3 separate regions of the Danio rerio genome follow, and regions 2 and 3 are each linked to region 1. A link is a contact called in public HiCAR-type and Micro-C data. All regions are on one chromosome and are shown on one strand. The core of a region is the stretch at or near the end of the contact, and the rest is flanking DNA. Distances in the headings are between cores, read along the strand shown. Region 1 holds the start of rps4x (ribosomal protein S4 X-linked). Region 2 holds the start of arhgap36 (Rho GTPase activating protein 36). Region 3 holds the start of si:ch211-122f10.4.

Region 1 (2,533 bases), core at 21-2,520:
ACTTGCACAGAAAATTAAATATACTCTAAGACACTACATTTAAGTCCAGCTTTATTTGAATATTCATATTGATACACCTGACCTGATATAATCATTCCTCTTATGAAACATCATCTACACAGCAAGTCACTCAATTCACTGGGGATACCGAATCATAAACTGACAGTTGAGTGCAGCAGAACTCACCCATGAAGCCGGTGGGGTAGGTGATGTCAGTGCGGACCTTGCCATCGATCTTGATGAACCTCTGCATGCAGATCTTCTTGACCTCATCTCCAGTCAGAGCGTACTTGAGACGGTTCCTTAGGAAGATGATGAGGGGCAGGCACTCCCTCAGTTTGTGGGGACCAGTGGAGGGACGAGGAGCCTACAGAAACAAACATTTAAAAAACTAATAATCAACCCACTTTCATCAGATACATCGAAATTAGGTAAAAAGTAGAGGTTTTACTTTCCTAACCACCAGGCAATATAATAACACTGAACAATAAGGTTATTACATGTCATGTGGATACTTGAACTTGTCATAAGCCCAGCATGGCTTCATACATAACACTAAAACACATTTAAATCCCAAATGAGTGAATGTTTACTTAAACAGTGATGCCTTCAGTGAAGTGCTGTTCACTTTTTTTACACGTAACGTTAAGCATAACTAAGCACACCTAACGTTATGGGGGGGGAACCCTTTAACGTTACTTACGAACACTCCGGTGAGTTTGTCCAGCATCCAATGTTTAGGAGCTGCGACACGCTTCAGGTGCTTCTTCGGTCCTCGGGCCTGAACAACATAAACATCTGTCAGCTCAAAGTAACAACATGTGCAGTCTGTATACATTTATTAACATATAAATCCCAGCAGACCTCAAAGATAGTACGGCGAGGCCTTTAGCGTTAGCTTCTCCTAGCGACTTAAAAACTACTGAAGTTATGCCATTTTTAAATAAGCACTTATTGTATAAATCCAACTCTCTATTGAACAAATTACATATAAGACCGCCGAACCATACTTAAAACGACATTTCACATGATCGAGAAGCGCGAGTCTGCTTTGCCGCTAGTGTCAGACAGCGGCGGAGCTAAGCGTTTTCCTTTAACATTTTAATCATCACATCTTCTCTTTTTCATCAAAATGTGTGTGTTGTTCAACTTAGATGGGGTGAATGTGCAACATTTTGAGCTAATTGGAGAAAGCTGATCTTTTAAAACGTTGATGATTGTGGATTATTTAGGGAGGGTATCGTGAATGAAATGCACTCACCATGTTGGAGTCTGCGGAAAAGGACCAGCCACTTCCTGTCAGCGGAAGATAAGCTGAACTACCGGAGCCGAAGAAGGACAGTCGGAGTTTTCTCTATAAGCCGTACGAGCGCGTGCCATCAGGTGGCGAGGGCTGTAGTCACACTGCAAAAACAGCAGCGGTTCGGTCACTGCAAGTTTCTTTCAGTGGAGACATTTCAGTCTGGAACTACATTTAAATGGATGGTTCACGCAAAACGACAATTCTGTCATCATTTAGGCCTACTGGCCCGTTCCTTGTGTCAAACCTATATGGGTTTCTTTATTTTGTTGTTGGATATGAAAGAAGATATTTTGAAAAATGTTGGAAACCTGTAACATCAATGTTCATAGTATTTGTTTTTCATTCTATGGAAGTCAATAATTACAGCTTTTCACGCGTTCTTCAAAATAACTTCTTTTATTTACAACAGAAGAAATTTACGAAAATCATGAATGTTTGCAATCAGTGAGTAAATCTGCATCTTCCCTTTAGATTAGATTAGATTAGATTAGATTGCATTAGATTAGATTAGCAGCAAGAGCAGGATATTGTTATAAAGTGCCATTATAAAAAAACTATGGTATAAAATACAAGCCATTTAGATTAGATTAGATTAGATTCAACTTTATTGTCATTACACATGTACAAGTACAATGCAACGAAATGCAGTTTAGGTCTAACCAGCAGTGCAATAGCAGCAAGTGCAGGATACAGGAATAAGTTATGAAGTGCAGTTATAGAAAACTATGGTGATATTTACAGATGGATGTACTATGAACATTATATACAGGTTGGATAAGCTATGAACAGATTTACAATATATGAATATATGTGCAGGTTGCTATTAATAATCAGTAGTGTGCAGATAGATAAACATGATTACAAGTGTATATGTTACAATATATGAATATATGTGCAGGTTGCTATTAATAGTCAGTAGTATGCAGATAAATAAGCATGATTACAAGTGTATATGTATAGTGGGTGTGTACATAATTACAAATGCCCATATGCAGTGGGTATGTACAGTTCAATAAGTAAACAGTTCAATGTGGTGCAGTGAATGTGCAAATGTTAAACAGTGCAGTTATTGCGAGGAGTTTAAGTTAGAGGAGAGTGGGGGGTGTATTGGGGGGGCAAAAGAGTCAGTGTGGGGCTGAGTTCAGGAGGGAGACAGCTCTGGGGAAAAAGCTGTTCCTCAGTCATCTGAAGAAAAGAAAAAAAAAACTTTAAAAGGGTTTCGCTATTTTG
Region 2 (2,533 bases), core at 11-2,510, 180 kb before region 1:
TTTTAAATGGTTCCTAGATATCAACCCATGCATCAGAGAGCTATAAAGACAATCGGATCTTAATACAAGTCTGCTGACCCCAAAAAGAGTGACACTAATACTGGTTATGCTTTTAATAATTCATGCTGGCTTCAGAAAAAAATGAAGGTTTTAGAGCAACAACATTTATGTAGGCTGCTTACAACATCACACATGGTTGCGGCATGTGCTACTAAATAAATAACAAGGAAAAGGGCATAAAAATAACTTGACACATTTTAAAGCCCCAGTTTATTTTGATGGTCCCTTTCAGACATTCTGCTGAATACATAACCTTATACAGTACCCACAAGTCATCTGACTCTCATAAGTGGTAGAGATTACACTGTAAAAATGCTGGTTTCCACACAATTCCTGTCATCCCAAATCAAATCAATGAAATCAACTTAATTGTTTGTACAAATTTAAATGGATTGAACATGAAATCATTAAGTTGTTATCCAGAAAACCTAAGATTTGTGTTGTTTCAACTCATTTTAAATAAGTACTGTGAACAAAAGTAACTTGTGAGGGGTTACAGGGTTATGGTTGAATAAGTTGACATGCATTGATTTAAAAAAAGTAGCTTATTAAACGTCTACTAACACTGACTGCTAGCTGACATGTGATTTCAAAGTTACTTACATCAAACAGGATGTCCAAAGGGGACCATCAAAAATAAAGTGACAACTTTACTACACGTAAAGCAGGGCATGTAAACAATCATGTATTTACACAGTCTGTTAAACTCATTTGCATATGATACAACTGTAGGTAATTCCCCTATACTCACCACATAGTAGAATTGCATGTCCTGGCGAACAGGGTCCTCAGGCTGCATGACTACAGATGAGGTTTTATCCGATCCCATGTAGAACAAAACCATACCACTTTCTGAACAGACCTCAGATCAGATTGAAAAGGAGAGATCCTGCTTGTTTTCATCAGTCAGACTGTTGATGAAGGAAGTCAGTCCATCAGTTTGTAGCAGGTCCTGTTTGCAAGAGCTTCAGTGTTTCCCCTGCGTCTGTGTGTATCTGAGAAGTGATAGCAGCTCTTCCTGTGAAAGGGTGCTCTCTGAGAGTGTCTGACTGTGTGCTCCCCGGCTGATAAAATGCGAGTCCTTACACGCAGCTCAGCGCTGTGCTCCTCGACTGTCAACAACAGGAAATGTGCCACAGCCAGCTCAGACTTTGACAAGCCTGCAGCTTTCTCTGACCGAGCACCAGGAAGCACTGGGAATGCATTGGTGTACAGTAGTCAAGTCTCACTTATCCTCCCTTTCCCTCCTCCTTTAGCTGCGCAAGCCATAATCCAAGGTTCAAGTCGGTTCAAGTATGAGTCTTTTATCTTAGTGGTAATTGCAGGATGATAACTGAACTTTGCTCTGTGATGTCTTTGATCTGACTGAAAAACTAGAATGGGAAAGAGAGAGTTTAAAGCCTTCTCTGGCCATTTCATAGCAAAACAGATATTATTAGCAAACTTTTTATAATCTATAATTAAAAGGGTAAAAAGAACAAAAAGACATTAATGACAATAATTAATACATTAAATAAGATTTAAAACTATATTTTACTTTAAAAGTTTTTGTTTTAAAAGAAAAGAGTTGACAGCAACAGATTACAAATACAAATAGCACACTTGAAATTAACTCTGGACCTTTTATTTGCTCATTGTAATTGGGACAATGAGGGAATAACACACACCGGGCCATGGAACAGCTTAGAAGCCAATTGTCCAATTTCTTTTGGTCCCTTAACAAGTGGGAGGCACAAATGCAAACTGTTGTAATTCCTACAGCATTCACCTGATTTGGATGTAAATACCCTCAAATTAAAGCTGCGGTCACACCAGAGTTTGAGTTTGCTAAATTCTGTCGTGCGGCTCTGCAAAAAAGGGACGGGATTAAACAAGATGATTAGATATATAAAAAGTGAGCGATTTGCTCCATATTTAAAATTTCTGTCCAGAGAGGTCATGTTTTGATCCTCGATTGGTCTCACGCAGTCTAGTGATGCGATTTCGCAGGTCAGAGTTCACCAAGCTTGAACTTTGCACCGCAGCACCCTGCGTTTCCGGTCTGACGCATTTGCGTGCGTATGAATAGAAGTCTATAGAAGAAAAAGCCCAGCGTGACCGCAGCTTAAAGCTGACAGTCAGTCTGCAGTTTAAGCACATCTTGATTGTTTAATTTTCAATCCATTGTGTTGATCCAAAAGTGTTAGAATATTTACTTTCGATAAAAAAATGTACCATTGTTACTTTTAGAATAATTTATTTTTTTTAGAATAAGGTCTAAACATGCTCAAAATACTCTGCATCTAATGCTTGCCTAAAAATGCTGCAATCACAATGTTGGAAAAAGAAGATTCTGAATGACATATTTTAATTAGACGCTTTCAATTAGCCTTCTATTTGATTCCAAACACCACCTTTTCAAATTAATCTGTTGCTGAAACAGCATTGTTTAATCAACTTGAATGCAAAAGGGGGGGGGGGGCAGACCTGGTGC
Region 3 (2,533 bases), core at 21-2,520, 180 kb after region 1:
CTAATTAATGCAAATATTTAGTAACATGTTAATTGGACATTCCATTATTGTCCAAACTTTTGTCCAAAAAAATTATTGTGCAAGTTTTTCCAATATGACATATGTTTAAAATTATTATTTTATATCTGCTTTTTTAAATAATGGGTATAGATAATAATAAAATTTTTATATTCAGAACAGGGTTAAGGGAGATATACTCAGATATATATAGATATATATTTTATGAGTTTTTTTTTGCTCAGAAGTAGCACTGCAGGACTTGGTTGTCCATTAGCAACAAGCAGTTTCCCGGCTTGCTCACCAGATGACACAAAAGACAAAAACTGTTTCTTGGAGTACCACAAAGTGAATTGGAAACATGACCTACTCAATGAGGATTTGAGATATTGGATTTGGATCCCATATTGTTTTTGTTGTTGTTCTGCCACAAAAAAAAAAGAAATTTGTTACATTGTTTGAAAAGATTTATATAAAAAGTTATTGTTCATATCATATTCAGACGTCAGTGTCTAATTACCACACTGAGCCAATGTTGCAAATCTGCAACATCACAGAACGCCTTGCATGTGAAGGTCTCTCTAAAAAAGTCAGGATTCTATTGTATACCCCATTTGATAATTTTCCCCAAATATCAGATTTTTCCTGTTTCTAAAACTTAATTTGAGCCTGAGAGGAATTATGTTAACTATATGAAGTAATTGAGTTGGCACTGTACCTCACAGCAGATCGCTGGTTTGAGTCACAGCAAGGCAGTTGGCATTTCTGTCTAAAGTTAGCATGTTCTCCCCGTGTTCGTTCGTGTGGGTTTCCTCTGGGTGGATTGAGTAAACAGCTGTAGTGTATGTGTGTGAATGTATGTTTTCCAGTGCTGCAGATGGAAGGGCAAACACTGCGTAAAACATGCTGGATAAGTTGGTGGTTCATTCCGCTGTGGCGACCCCTGATGAATAAAAGGACTAAGCTAAAGGAAAATGAATAACTGAATATAAAGTAATTTTGAAATTAGGCTTTTAACGTTAGATCCCATAAAAATATAAATTACTTTTAAAAGATATTTTAGCATAAAATGGCTAACTAGTATAGCAAAACACCCAGCAGTTCCAATTACTGAATAAGTTTACTATGCGATTGTTGAGGCTATAATCCGATGATTAATAATATCGAACATAAACAATTATTTACAAGGAGAAATCGCGCGCGAGAGATGGCGGAAGTGCTGACTCGGAGATCGGACTCCGGTTAATGTTTGGCTTGGCAGCATCATCTGACTACAGTAAAAGTCATATGACCATCAAGGAAGAGAAACTCAAACTCCACATCAGGGTCTCCAGACTCCTGTATCTATGTTCATGTCTAGCAGACTGTGAAAATGTTTTCTCTCCGTGTCTTCTGCAGTTTTGTGTTCTTGTCTCTGCATGCTGTGAGTGGCATGTATGATCCAGATGAGGTGCTGGATCTGCCGGGCATGTCTTTTAAACCCAGTTACCGTCAGTGGTCTGGATATCTGAAGGCCAGTTCTGGAAAGTTTTTGCATTACTGGTGAGTTTCTTGTGTCTTTTATGTGTGTGTTGTCAGCCCTAGGTTTTGCTTATGAGAATGTGTTTAATTCAGTCTAGATGATGGCGTTTCCGCATTCACTCCGAGTCAAAAACAACCATTAAAAACAATTTAAGCCACTTTAATATTTCAATTCGTAAGAAGTATTTTTTTTCATTCATCAATAAAAACTGTTTATAAGATTTCATGTTGTTATAAAAGAGCAGTTCATCCATAAATTTGCCGTGTTTGTTTTTTTTTATTTTGTCAGTAAAACATGAAGATTGTCCTCTGTGGTTCTTTGTATTCTGTAAAATACAAGTCAACAACAACTATAGCAGCTCTTTGAGAATAAAGTATAATTATTATATTAATATGTAGGCAAAACTAAATTAATGAGCCTTGAGTTTATTTTTGTTTTGCTTCCATATATTTTTGGCTGTTAAATAAATAGTAACCATTTATTTGCCCTATGTAAATGACCTAAGTACTTTTTATTTTTTTATATTAATTATGTTAGTGGTAGTGCATACTATTAATATTTCATAAGCCATGGTGTCAGATGGTAAGGTGAGATTAGAGTGCATGTACAATTGTAAAAATCTTTAGAGAATTGTTGTCTTGTTTGAGTGTCTTTGGTAATCAAATGAGTTTAAATGAAAGAGTATGTGTTTATTACAGGTTTGTGACGTCTCAGAGAGACCCAGTAAAGGATCCAGTGGTGTTGTGGCTGAACGGAGGGCCAGGCTGCAGCTCTTTGGATGGGTTTCTGTCAGAAAATGGCCCTTTTCATGTAGGTTTATACCTATGAACAGGAGTTTGTCATAAAAAAATTACAATGCATTTCTCTGCAACTGCTTTAATCTCAAAAATAAGAAGTCCTGAAGTCATTATCTTCAATAGCACAAAGCCATAAATGTTGTGATGATTTTTTTTTTGTACATCACTTTGTGGTCCTTAGGTCAGAGATAATGGAGCCACTCTTTACGAGAATGAG

What was found. A called contact is a pair of places that touch in the nucleus more often than the background predicts. HiCAR-type assays count read pairs that join an accessible place to other places.
Region 2: a contact with region 1 is called in a HiCAR-type map of caudal fin, with 5 times the contacts expected there. The contact joins the promoter of arhgap36 here to the promoter of rps4x in region 1. A contact is called at or near these places in 4 of 18 Hi-C or Micro-C datasets (caudal fin, embryo, hematopoietic stem cells and 1 more) and 2 of 4 datasets of contacts at active chromatin or transcription factors (caudal fin and embryo).
Region 3: a contact with region 1 is called in a Micro-C map of caudal fin, with 8 times the contacts expected there. The contact joins the promoter of si:ch211-122f10.4 here to the promoter of rps4x in region 1. A contact is called at or near these places in 2 of 18 Hi-C or Micro-C datasets (caudal fin and an unstated tissue).

The regions. Positions count from the first base shown.
Region 1 is chr7:53,483,080-53,485,612 of GRCz12tu, forward strand. rps4x (ribosomal protein S4 X-linked) reads right to left here and starts at 1,271. Exons shown (of 7, transcript NM_001005589.1): 1 at 1,262-1,271; 2 at 704-781; 3 at 187-367. The coding sequence starts at 1,264.
Region 2 is chr7:53,304,534-53,307,066 of GRCz12tu, forward strand. It overlaps arhgap36 (Rho GTPase activating protein 36), which reads right to left and starts at 1,261. Exons shown (of 13, transcript NM_001351681.2): 1 at 812-1,261. The coding sequence starts at 904.
Region 3 is chr7:53,660,133-53,662,665 of GRCz12tu, forward strand. si:ch211-122f10.4 reads left to right here and starts at 1,271. Exons shown (of 11, transcript NM_001386652.1): 1 at 1,271-1,539; 2 at 2,218-2,329; 3 at 2,498-2,533. The coding sequence starts at 1,370.